Regions from separate parts of the Sus scrofa genome. Here region 1 is linked to region 2. A link is a contact called in public promoter capture Hi-C data. All regions are on one chromosome and are shown on one strand. The core of a region is the stretch at or near the end of the contact, and the rest is flanking DNA. Distances in the headings are between cores, read along the strand shown.

Region 1 (5,707 bases), core at 1,009-3,508, 150 kb after region 2:
TGCCCCCCTGCGCCACAGCCACAGCCATGTAAGATCTGAGCTGCATCTGTGACCTACACCACAGCTCACAGCCACACTGGATCCTGAACCCCCTGAGTGAGGCCAGGGATTGAACCTGCATCCTCACGGATACTCGTCAGGGTCTTAACCCATTGAGCCTCAGCAGGAACTCCAGTGCTAGCGATGATTTTACTATCATTTGGGTATATTGCCTCACACTAGGGCTGACCTCCAGTACACTGGTCCCCCACTGGATGGGACCTCCCTGCAGGTGGGGGCTATGTCTTTCCTCCTTGGGGCATCCCCAGCAGCCACGCCACTAACCAGAGCATGGTCCTGGGCCAGCAGCACCAGCATCTCGCTGGAGCTCCTTAGCCCTGCAGAACCGCAAGCACACCCAGACCTGCCGAAGGGCATCTGCATTTCAGTGCGGCCTCCTCCACCTCCACTTCTCTCTCCTCAGTGCAAGATGTCTCTGAATGGGCAGCGTGGGGAGTGCTGGTGCGTGAACCCCAACACCGGGAAGCTGATCCAGGGGGCCCCCACCATCCGGGGGGACCCCGAGTGTCATCTCTTCTACAACGAGCAGCAGGGGGCTCGCGGGGCACACACCCAGCGGATGCAGTAAACCACAGCCAGCCGGTGCCTGGCACCCCCCCACCCCCACCCCTCTTCAAACGCAGGCAGAGCGGGGAGAGTGCTTGCGTGGTGGGTGGGGGAGGATTTTCCAGGAGTTCTGACATGCGTATTTATATTTGGAAAGAGACCAGCACCGAGCTTGGCACCCGTCCCCCCCTCCTTCCCCCCTCCCCAGCTGGAGATGCCCAGCTGGAGATGCCCGCACCCTCCCTCCTGGAATCCCTGCTGGGGAGGGAGGGGGCTGCAGTGGCGGAGCTGGGGTAGAGGTTTGGGAGAGGGGGAAAAAAGAAATTTTTATTTTTGAACCCCTGTGTCTCTTTTGCTTAAGATTAAAGGAAGGACAAATAAAGTGTGTGTCTTTTGGCTGAATCTTTTGGGGTCCCCCTGGGAAGGAGATCCCGAGGTTCAGGGCTCACCAGCCTCGTTTTCTTCAGCTTTCCCCGGACCCTGGGGGAAATGGGAGAGGCAAGAATGGGTTGTCCACTCAACAGGAATGAAATGGGTGGGGCAGGGGGAAGGGCTTATGGAAACGGTAGTATTTCAATTCCAGAGTAGTATTTCAATTCATGAATAGACTGGAATTTGCTTATCCATTCAACAACTGATAGGCACTTTCGATGTTTCCAGTTTGGGACTATTAAAAATAAATCCACAAAAAAAAAAAAAAAAAAAAAAAAGAGAACAAAGGAACTCCAAGTCCTAAACCCAGGAGGAAACTTCTAGCACAACCCCAGGAATCTGGGGACTCCCAGCTAGGGCTCTGGCCAGTCCTGCCCCTGGGTGGGCCTTGGGGAAGCAGGGGTGGGGCTGGTATTTCTTCCTTTTTCAATTCCCATGACACTGCTGCAAGAGGAAGGGAACCCAGAAACAGTGAAATTGGGGTCCTCTGGCCCCTGAAACCATGGAGTGCTCCCTCTCCAGTTGTGTGGGAGGAGACCTTCACTCAGCCCCCCAGAAAAGGGAGTGGGGCTGTTGGGGGCCAGTGTATTCACAACAGTGTGACCTCTGAGAATCCAGGCCTGCTTGCTGAGGGGCCCGAGGAGCTGTCCAAGACTCGGGGGCACAGAAGTGGGTCCTATGTCTGAAGCCAAATCCTGTGTGAGAGCTCTGCTGCTTGGTTCTGTTGGCCCCTCCAGTCCTGGCAAATTCCAGGGGGCTCCCCCCTTGGCAGGGGACCATGAGGGAAGGAGCGCTCCCCCTTGTCTGTGGAGCCTGATCCTTCCCATCCTGGAGGAGGGGACCAGAGGCAGCTTTGCTTGGTTCCCCTCCCTCCTGACCTTCCATCTAGCAACTCAGGAGAGGCAGAGGGACACCTGGGGCCCATCCCAGGGGTGGGATGAGCTTCATTCCTCCTTGGAGAAGAAAAACAAGTCCCCTAAAGCAGACAGACTCCCCCCTTCCCCGCCCCCAGCCAGAGCAGCTAGGCTGCACCATCACCTGGTGTCTGGCCACCCCTGAAGCACTTTATTCATTAATCGTTGTGAACCCACAAATGAGGCACTAGTATTAGCTCTATTTCATGGATGAGGAAAAGGCCCCCCCAAGTGCCCTGACCTCCACCACCCAGGGCTGGGACCCCAAACTCCAGAGCCTTGATGCTGCTCAGCCCTGAGTTATACTGCCCCCTGTGGGCAAAAGCTGGAGGATGCTCAGAGAGAGCCTGGAGGGCTTTGGGCACTGGCTGGATCTGTGCCCTGTGGGTCAGCAGTCCCTTTGTGGATTTCCTTTCGTCCACTGGTGGGTGCTCCCGCCACTGTCCCCTCAGCTGTAGCTGGCAGCCGATGGCTGCTGTCCTGGGTGGGGCAGACATGCTGGCTCTTCCAGCAAAGGCAGCGATTTTTCAACCTGGCTGACATTTATATCAACTGGGGCACTGAAAGAAATACTCCTGCTGCTGCCCACCATCAGAAATTCTGACCTGGGAGTTCCTGTCGTGGCTCAGTGGTTAATGAACCCGATTAGTATGCATGAGGATTCAGGTTCGATCCCTGGCCTCGCTCAGTAGGTTAAGGATCCGGCATTGTCGTGAGCTGTAGTGTAGGCTACAGATGCGGCTCGGATCCCGTGTTGCTGTGGCTGTGGTGTAGGTCAGCAGCTGTAGCTCTGATTCAGCACCTAGACTGGGAACTTCCGTATGCCGCAGGTGCGGCCCTAAAAAAGGCAAAAAAAAAAGAGAGAGAGAGAGAGAGAAAGAAAAAGAAATTCTGACCTGAGGGTTCTGGAGCAGAGCACAGGCAAGTCGTTCTACGTATGTATGTATTTATTTAGGTTCCAACGCAGAGCCAGGGAGGAGGCAAGGAGCATGCTGGACACCTGGGTTTGAATCCTATCCCACCAACTTATGATTCCACTGCCCTGGAGCTATGTTACTCACCTTCTCTGAGCTTCAGTTTTCCTCATCTGTTAAATGGGATGGTTTCAGCCTCAGTAGGGTTGATATTTGCTATGACCCAGCTGATAACAGGGTGGTATCAGTGTAAGACAATGGATGTGAATGTGCTTTGAGAACTATAGGAATGTATAAGGTGAATGTTTATCATGGGGCCATTGCTGGGATCAGCCTATGCCAGCCCCCACGCCCCAAAGTTGCCAACACACATGGGTCCTTTCTGTATTATATTTCCAGCGTACTCTTGAGGATGCCTCAATCTCCCTGCCATTTCCATTATTACCATGTTACCTCCTTGTACCCTAAACCCAAGGATTTTGCAAGTATGTGAGCAGCCCTTCGGCTGTGGCTCCAAGAGACAGGAACCACACTGACCGACGCATAGTATGACCTAGAAACTTTTTCTGAGGTCAATTGCTAATTGCACTTATATGGGAAGATGGTCGGGCAGGATCTCTACAATATCAAGCCAATAGTTTACCTTCTGGAACTCACTTCCTCTTTAAATGTTAGAGGGACAGTTGACAAACACTGGTGCTATACTGCCACCGTGTGGTAACACAGGAAACTGCAAGAGTCATTTGTTTAAGTGGTGGTCCCAAGAGTCCGGAATGAGTCAATTACGGATGTTTGTTGAATTTTAGAACCACAGGACCGATCCTAGACTGCCTGTTTTTACACCCTCTGAATCTGGAGAATCACCATTGTAGTGACTGCATCTTTCAGATGTGTGTGGAATACTAGCTACATAAGACGGGGTGGTTGAAAGCAAGCGCTTGGAAGTAAGGCAGTCTTGGAAGAGAATTCGGACTCTACTACTTACAACTTATGTGACTTTGGACACTTTTCTAACTCTGAACCTCATTCGTTTCATCTTTAAATACTGAGATGTTTTCTCTCTCCAAGAATGGCTTTGAGACTAGAAAACCATTTCTGTCATATAATAAATGCTCCCTGCATGCAATGAGTACTGTGTCCTAAGCTCAGTGTTAGGGTTTAAGGACATGGAGATGAAAAAGATGAAAAAGCCCTGTCCTGAAAGGGCTGATATTCTAGTGGAGGGAACCAGGCACTTGATGACTGTGGGTGTGGTGGAGGTGTGCCCAACGCAATTAGGAGGGACATCTGTGTTTCAGAGGGGTGCAAAGGCAGAGTTGTGAGGAGGGAGTAGGAATTTGGGGGAAAGGAGTGGTATGTGTGTGAGTGTGTGCATGTGTGTGTGGTGGCGCTCAGGCAGAGGAACCAGCATGAGCTATACAGTGAACAGGGAGAGCTTCCCATGTTTGAGGCTACCTGTGGTGGTGGGAGATGCAGGCGGAAGGGCCCACCAGGAAGGACCTTGGTGTCTTGCTGAAAGATTTCAATTTTGGACCCAAAGCTCTCAAGAGTCAAGGAAGGGATTTAGGCAGAGGGTGGGCAGGACTGAGTCTGTGTTTTTGAAAGTGAACTCTGACTGTGACGTCTCACTTGGAGGACATGGGAGGGGGTAGAACATCCCAGCAGGAGGAAATGGCAGTGATCCAGGTGAGAAGTGAGCATGGCCTGAACCAGGTAAGGAAGATGGAGAGAAGGGACAGATGGGAGAGCTGTCAATGAGGTGGCTGGTTCCTGTCATTGGGGACTTATTAGATGTTGGGGTACAGGAGGGTCTGGTGTGGGCAGCTGGGCAGATGATGCTGCCATTCTCTGAGACAGCAAACAGTGGAGGGAGGTGGGGGAGGAGAAGGAGAGGGGGTGTGAAGGGGGGTCGTTTAGGAGGGAAGATGATGAGTTCAAATCTTGTTCTTGGTTTTGAACTTGTGGTTTGGGATAGAAGATAGAACAAGACAGGCAAAGTACCTGAGTTTAGTCTGGACAGGTTGAACTTGAGTTGCTGGGAGGTGGGAGTGGTGGGGTGGACTTTGGATAGAGGAGATATCCTTGACTCTCCCTCATCCTCATCCAGACGTCTATCCCATGAACAAGTTCCATGGGCTCTAAATACAAGATACTTTCCTATCCATCCCTCTTTCTCCCTCTCCTCTGTTGGCTCTACAGCAGGAGAGGGGGGCAGGGGATGGAGGAGATGGAGGAGCATCGGCAGGGGAGAGTGAAGGAAGGGGGCCACCCCTGGGAAGCAGAGGAAGACTGACTGGGGGATGGGTGCGGGGGAGAACATGGCAATAGCTTTGTGTCTGACTCTGGAGGGATGGCGATGAGAAGATGCACGTTCTCCTTGGTGGGTCTTGGCTTTCTCTGCAAGAAGACGGTGTGTAGAGAAGCACAACAGGGTGTTGTAGACAAGAGGGGAATGAAGAGCTTCCCCAGGTGGGATTTGAAGTTGGGAACTCTGTGGTGGTGTCAGTCCGCACGATGAGGGGACTTTCTCCAGCAGGGCTCAGGGGCCCATGCAGGAGTGACAAGGGGAGGTCTATTCAGGGCCAAGGGGCTTCAGGCCAGGCAAGACCCAGACAGCAGAAGGAGCCGTGGGCTCTGGGCTCCCCAGGGAAGGAAGTGGAGCCAGGGAGGGGAGACGAGTCCAAAAACAGAATGGAGAGGATAGAAGGCCATCGTTCTCCACAAGGTAAATATCACAGTGCCCTCGCCCCATTTCTCTCACTGTGACAGCCGATTGCAATTGGAAGGGGACGGGGAAATCTTTGGATTTTCCATGTGTAACCCTTTAGGGTACCCAGGCTC
Region 2 (5,750 bases), core at 400-2,899:
AGGCTATTTGCTGAACATACCTTTCACTTCCTGACCTTAACTGGTAACCTGGCCCTTCTCTGCTGCTCCTTTTGAGAGAGTTGGAAGGATAGGTAAGAGATGTGGTTAAAGATTGAGATGTTGGGGTTTAAGGTTTCAGGCAGGGATCTGACAGCCCAGGATGGGGCTGTGGGCGAAACTGTCGCCTACCAGATCAGTAAAGGATGTTACAGCCATCAAGCCATCAATCACGGAGTTACCCTCAGCTGTGCATCCAGGGGGGATTCAGGATGGAGAAAAATGGGATGCTGGCCTTAGATAGTTAAGATGCATATCAAAGGAATAATTTTTTTGTTTTTCCATTTTGGGCTGCACCCGAGGCATATGGAGGTTCCCAGGCTAGGGGTTGAATCCAAGCTGTAGCCGTTGGCCTATGCCACAGCCACAGCCACAGCAACGTGGGATCCAAGCCATGTCTGCAACCTGTGTCTGAGACCACAGCTCACAGCAATGCTGGATCCTTAACCCAGTAAGTAAGGCCAGGGATCAAACCTTCGTCCTCATGGATCCTAGTTGGGTTCATTAACCACTGAGCCATGAAAGGAACTTCTCAAAAGAATAATTTTAATAAGCCCAGACTCTTGCATTTTCCCACACATAGAAAAGCGCTAAATTCATTAACCTGACATGTCTTTTTCTTTAACGACCAGTAATTTTTTTTTTTTTTTCATCTTTTGGCTGCCCTGCAGCATATGGAGTTCTCAGGCCAGGTATCAGATCCAAGCCACAGTTGTGACCTATGTTGGGGCTGTGGCAAAACCAGCTCCTTTAACCCACTGTGCTGGGTGGGGGATTGAACCTCTGTCCTGGCACTTCAGAGACACCACCCGATCCCACTGTGCCACAGTGGGAACTTCAACAGTAATATTTTGATGTTCCTACCATTTAGTTTTTGTCGCCAAAATTCCTATAAATCCTGGCTCCTCCTTTATTTCTTGGGAGGAGTCCCTCAGAAATATCTGAGAAGCTGTCTTTCCCACATAAGTCCTCAGAAAGTCCACCAAGTAGAAGATGATTCTCATCTCTTAGGTTGTGCGTACTTCCACCCTCCCATCAGGGCCATGGGATGGATTCTGAAATAGAGCGGCAGGCAAACAGAACTGAGACGGAGGGAGAAGCTGCCAGACGAACCTCGACCGTGACTATTCCTCTCCAGCTTTCTCGTCTCAGCCTTTCTCAGGGAGCCCCAGGCTCTTCCTAGGATAGATGGGACCATCTTCCTTCCTTCAGAGCTCTGATTTCTTTGAAATTATAACTTGTTAAAGAGGTCATATGGCTTCCCCTGGCCGGACTATAACATGTAAGAGTGGAGCTTTGGTTTTTCGCCACCGCTATCCTGGCTTCCTGCACAGGGCTTGCCGCTTTCAGAATGCATTATACAGAAAGCGACGAAATTTGGAGTCGTAAAAGTTAAGCACTTTTCTAAGCCAAGTGCCTGTGAGCAAGTCACTTAAAATATGAAGTGTCTGTAAAATGGAGGAAATCATACTTGGTTTTGCAGAACTTGGTGAGATACGTGTAAAATAATGCCGATGGGAGAAAGTGCCTCTGCTATCCAGTCCGTTGCTGCAATCTGTGAATCAGGGTAAACCTGTCAGAAAGAAGGTCGGCCACATTACCCAGAAGGCACCGGGTGGGAGGAGACCTCCGAACCATAGAGTTCAGTTCCTAGCTGGGCCTCCCAGCCGCCGCTTCCGCTCGTCCGCCTAAAACTGCGCCTGCGCACAACCCTTCTTCCTCTCTGGGCTCGGACCGGGTTTGCGGCAAAATGGTGAGTGTTGGTCCCTGTGAGGCCTAGGTGTCTATCTGCGTGCATCTGCCTTTTTCTTGGTTTCTTCGCGCCGACCCGCCTCTGCTCGCCTGTTCGGTCCTGTGTCCCCGGCCTCCGTGCCTTCGCCGCTCCTCAGACGGAGACTGGGGCGGCTTGGCGAAGGCTGGCGCGTCCGGGCTGGGTTAACCCAGTGCCCTCGGACCTTGGTTTTACCAGGATGTGATGGGCGAGCGGGGAGCAGGCGGGGGCTGGGTGGGTGGAAGGATGGTGTGTGGAGGGTCAGAGTCCTTGTTGCTGGGTTTTTCCCTAACTTTTTTTTTTTTTAACAGGCCAAACGCACCAAGAAGGTTGGAATCGTGGGCAAATACGGGACCCGTTATGGTGCTTCCCTCAGGAAAATGGTGAAGAAAATTGAAATCAGTCAGCACGCCAAGTACACTTGCTCCTTCTGTGGCAAAGTAAGATGGGCTGTGGGCCGGGAAGCGGGGGGCGCGGCGAAGAGGGAGGGAGGGAAGGTTTCCTTCCGGAGTGAGGCTTCTTGAAGGAAGTTTATAGATGGTTTGCTGGTTCTCAGAATTGCACATAATTGGTAACCAGTTGCAAGACGAGAGTATTGTTGATAACTCTGGATTTTGTAAAAACCTTTTTTTCCTGTGACGACAAGTGGGAACTAAAGGGTAAACAGTTGACAGTCCCAGCTTAAGCCAAACCAGTTTTGTGGAACACAGTTCTGTCTGTTTTGTCTACCAGTGTCGGGTAGAGATCTTTGTTTAATGTTTGTATGTTTATTGTGTGCAAAAAATACTGTATTCCGGCAATTCTTGTGTTTTTTTTGGGGGGGGGAGTTGCAGATCTTCCACATCCCTGAAAATATCACCACAGTTTATGCAAATTTTGCAGCAGAAAACTTGAAGTTAGGGGAAAAAAATGGTAAAATACACCAGCTTTAATTCTAGTGTAATTTAGATTCTTAGATTTTTGTGATATAAAAGGCTGTTCTTTGGTCAGAGGGAAAATTGGTTGTCTTTTACAGACCAAGATGAAGAGACGAGCTGTGGGCATCTGGCACTGTGGTTCCTGCATGAAAACGGTAGCTGGTGGTGCCTGGACCTACAAGTGAGTCTTATTTCTTTGTCGTAACTGAAAGTGCGTGGACCATGTCACAATTCCAGGTTTGATGTTGAATGGGCTAGTTTAAACTCTTATTAAACAAAAGAATGCTTTTAAAGTGTGATCACATTACTTTAGAATTTTACATTCATTCATTAGGGTCATCAAGGAATGTTGTACAGGTCTGTTGGGCTGACTGCTGAACACTTAAGGCAGGCTGTTTCTTGTCATATATGTATGGAGGCCATCTGGGCTACCACACCTTTGCCCTTTTAAACAATGTGGTTGGACTTTCTCAGTTTTGTGGCTCTGACAAGGACCAGGTGCTATTGCCTTGTGGACTTTTATGCTGGTTATTGTGTGGACTCCTATGGTTATCCAATTCTGAAAATTCGAGCCACCCCCAAAGACCTCTAGTTGTAGAATTCGTTGCTGACCCTGAAGGCTGAGGTGTTTCACTTCTAGTCAGTGTACAGCTGTCCAGTACTAGTACCTTACATATAGTAAAAGGGATACAGCTAGTGTAGTTGATTTTTTTTTTTTTTTTTTTTTTGTCTTTTTGCTATTTCTTGGGCCGCTCCCGCGGCATGTGGAGGTTCCCAGGCTAGGGGTCGAATTGGAGCTGTAGCCACCAGCCTACACCAGAGCCACAGCAACTTGCGGGATCCGAGCTGTGTCTGCGACCTACACCACAGTTCACGGCAACGCCAGATTGTTAACCCACTGAGCAAGGGCAGGGACCGAACCCGCAACCTCATGGTTCCTAGTCGGATTCATTAACCACTGCACCACGACGGGAACTCCTGAAATTTTTTTAAATTTAAAATTAAAGTAGTGTAAAATAATTGGAAAATGTTGAAATGATAACATGGAGATGTGTGTATATATAGGTAGATAGACACCTTGTGGGGTTTTGAGGACAAAAATGGGGAGTGCGGTGCACTTGATTGTGATGGTAAAATGAATTAGTATTCATATGTCTTCCCTGTGGGGTGGGATGGATGTTTTTCAAATGCTCTTTCTGAATATTGTGGCAAAATGTACTGTCATTTCCAAAACGTGCTTTAGTCTGTTCTACTGCTTTAGACGTCTTCTTGATACTGCTCATTGATGGTACACATCTTATAATTTATTAGTTTCTTCTGACAGTCTGTCCATTCCCTTTTAATGAGTTAGCTTCTTGCAACCATTTCTTCCTGTTAATTTTATGCTCTCCTGTCTGAGAAATCAGATGCATGAGATTGTCTTCACATCCTGAAGACATGACAGTTGATGGATGTAAGATTAAGATTATAATGTAAAACGGAGGCAGGTTTCTTACTTGCCGTTTCACATGTTAACTAGTTGATTATCTTGGAACCAAATTTGTTTTTCTTTCCAGCACCACTTCTGCTGTCACAGTAAAGTCTGCCATCAGAAGACTGAAGGAATTGAAGGACCAGTAGAAGCACCACCAGTGGAAATTTTGCTAGCCTATAATAAATGGGTTAATTTATGTAACAGAACTACTTTGGTTTGTTGACATTCTTATTTGCATTAATTTTGCTTTCTTAAAAAAGACTTGGAAATTAAAATCCTTTTAATTTTCTTATAAAATCATGCTGAGATGGGTTGTCACAATCTATTGGTTTTTTTGGTAGTCAGATGATATATGACATAAGCCTAAGGCTTTCCTTGCCAGTTCGACTTCTTTGAGATACATCACGCTGTGCAAACTTGTTTTAAAATCACAGTCTGTCTATATTTTAAGATATTTTAACATACATTGCCTATTAACCTTTGGTGTTTTGTCTGATTATATACCGATTTCATAGAAGTGTTTGACACAGGTCTTCAGGGATTCCCCAAGTGAGTGGCTAAAATTTTGCATCAGCATAAGGAGTTGAATAAGCATTAGGTGGCTGTGGTGAAGAAGCACTTATTCTGCCAAATTGCCTAGGTAGTTGTGTGGTCTGAGTTACTCCTCAGTATCAGTTTCCTGAACAGTGCTGGTAGTGCAATAGAATATATGAGAGGGGCTGGGATTACTAATGCGGAATCTTATTTGAAGACTTTTGTCTTACTCTGCTTAGGAATCTGGGTGATGAGAGTTTTATGAGCAGTGATGTAATGTTTGTTGCGCTTGAGTATTCTAAACATGGAGTATCATTTAATCCCACAACAACCTTATACAGTATAGGTAATACCCTTATTGAGTCAAGAGAAAGTTACAGAGCTTGTAAATTATGAAGCTGGTATTTCAACCCATGCATTCTAGGCTTCAGAGCTGATAGTCCTAGACATGTTTTTTATGAAGAGGCTTGCATGGGGGACATAGAGACCAATTAGAAGGCTGTTGAAATAGTAAATATTTCTTTGGCTAAGAAAATAGCAATTTTGCCAAGACTCAGGAGGCAGCTGGTAAGGCTAAAAATTAGGTTTCTGATTCCTAGTCGATGTTTTGGTTGTTGTTTTTTTTTTCACTGTCCTAGGCTGCCTTATATATTATGGGCTCAAGAATGTTCCCTCTTAATCTGCTCCTTTATAAACTAAAGACTTCCAGCCTCTGGCTTGTTTTTACAGTGGTTTTCTGAGCCTTTTATTCTAAGTTGTCTAATACTTTGTATCAGGATATAAAGATGAATAAGGCATGTATTCCTCACTGGATGCTGAGCTTAAGGGCTGTCTCATTGTATCCTAAATACTGTTTGTGTCTGTGTGCGTGCAGTAGCCAGAAAGCCAAAATGGAGCCCATCTGTAGGCAAGTTTTGTTCTGGGTGTTGAGATAAGGGATAGGGGTACTTGAGCTTGATTTTACAGCATTATCCATAAGAGGTGAGGACTAGAGGCT

Evidence for each region. Promoter capture Hi-C pulls out the DNA fragments that hold promoters and counts their contacts.
Region 1: a contact with region 2 is called in a promoter capture Hi-C map of liver, with 6 times the contacts expected there. The contact joins the enhancer-like site here to the promoter of RPL37A in region 2. A contact is called at or near these places in 3 of 5 promoter capture datasets (fetal liver, fetal skeletal muscle and liver), 31 of 47 Hi-C or Micro-C datasets (adipocytes, adipose tissue, alveolar macrophages and 17 more) and 2 of 2 datasets of contacts at active chromatin or transcription factors (alveolar macrophages and skeletal muscle).

What each region holds. Positions count from the first base shown.
Region 1 is chr15:118,849,998-118,855,704 of Sscrofa11.1, forward strand. It overlaps IGFBP2 (insulin like growth factor binding protein 2), which reads left to right. Exons shown (of 4, transcript NM_214003.1): 4 at 464-988. The coding sequence ends at 628. Among named protein-coding and RNA genes, the nearest start is that of IGFBP5, 25 kb to the right of the region's middle. Within about 2 kb of position 2,259, at least 11 of the 83 cell types and tissues checked have an H3K27ac peak or open chromatin away from gene starts, as enhancers often do. A contact at or near this core is called in adipose tissue, fetal liver, liver and 2 more, where this site is marked.
Region 2 is chr15:118,700,549-118,706,298 of Sscrofa11.1, forward strand. RPL37A (60S ribosomal protein L37a) reads left to right here and starts at 1,650. Exons shown (of 4, transcript XM_021076246.1): 1 at 1,650-1,810; 2 at 2,140-2,268; 3 at 2,844-2,926; 4 at 4,302-4,426. The coding sequence starts at 1,808. The coding sequence ends at 4,365.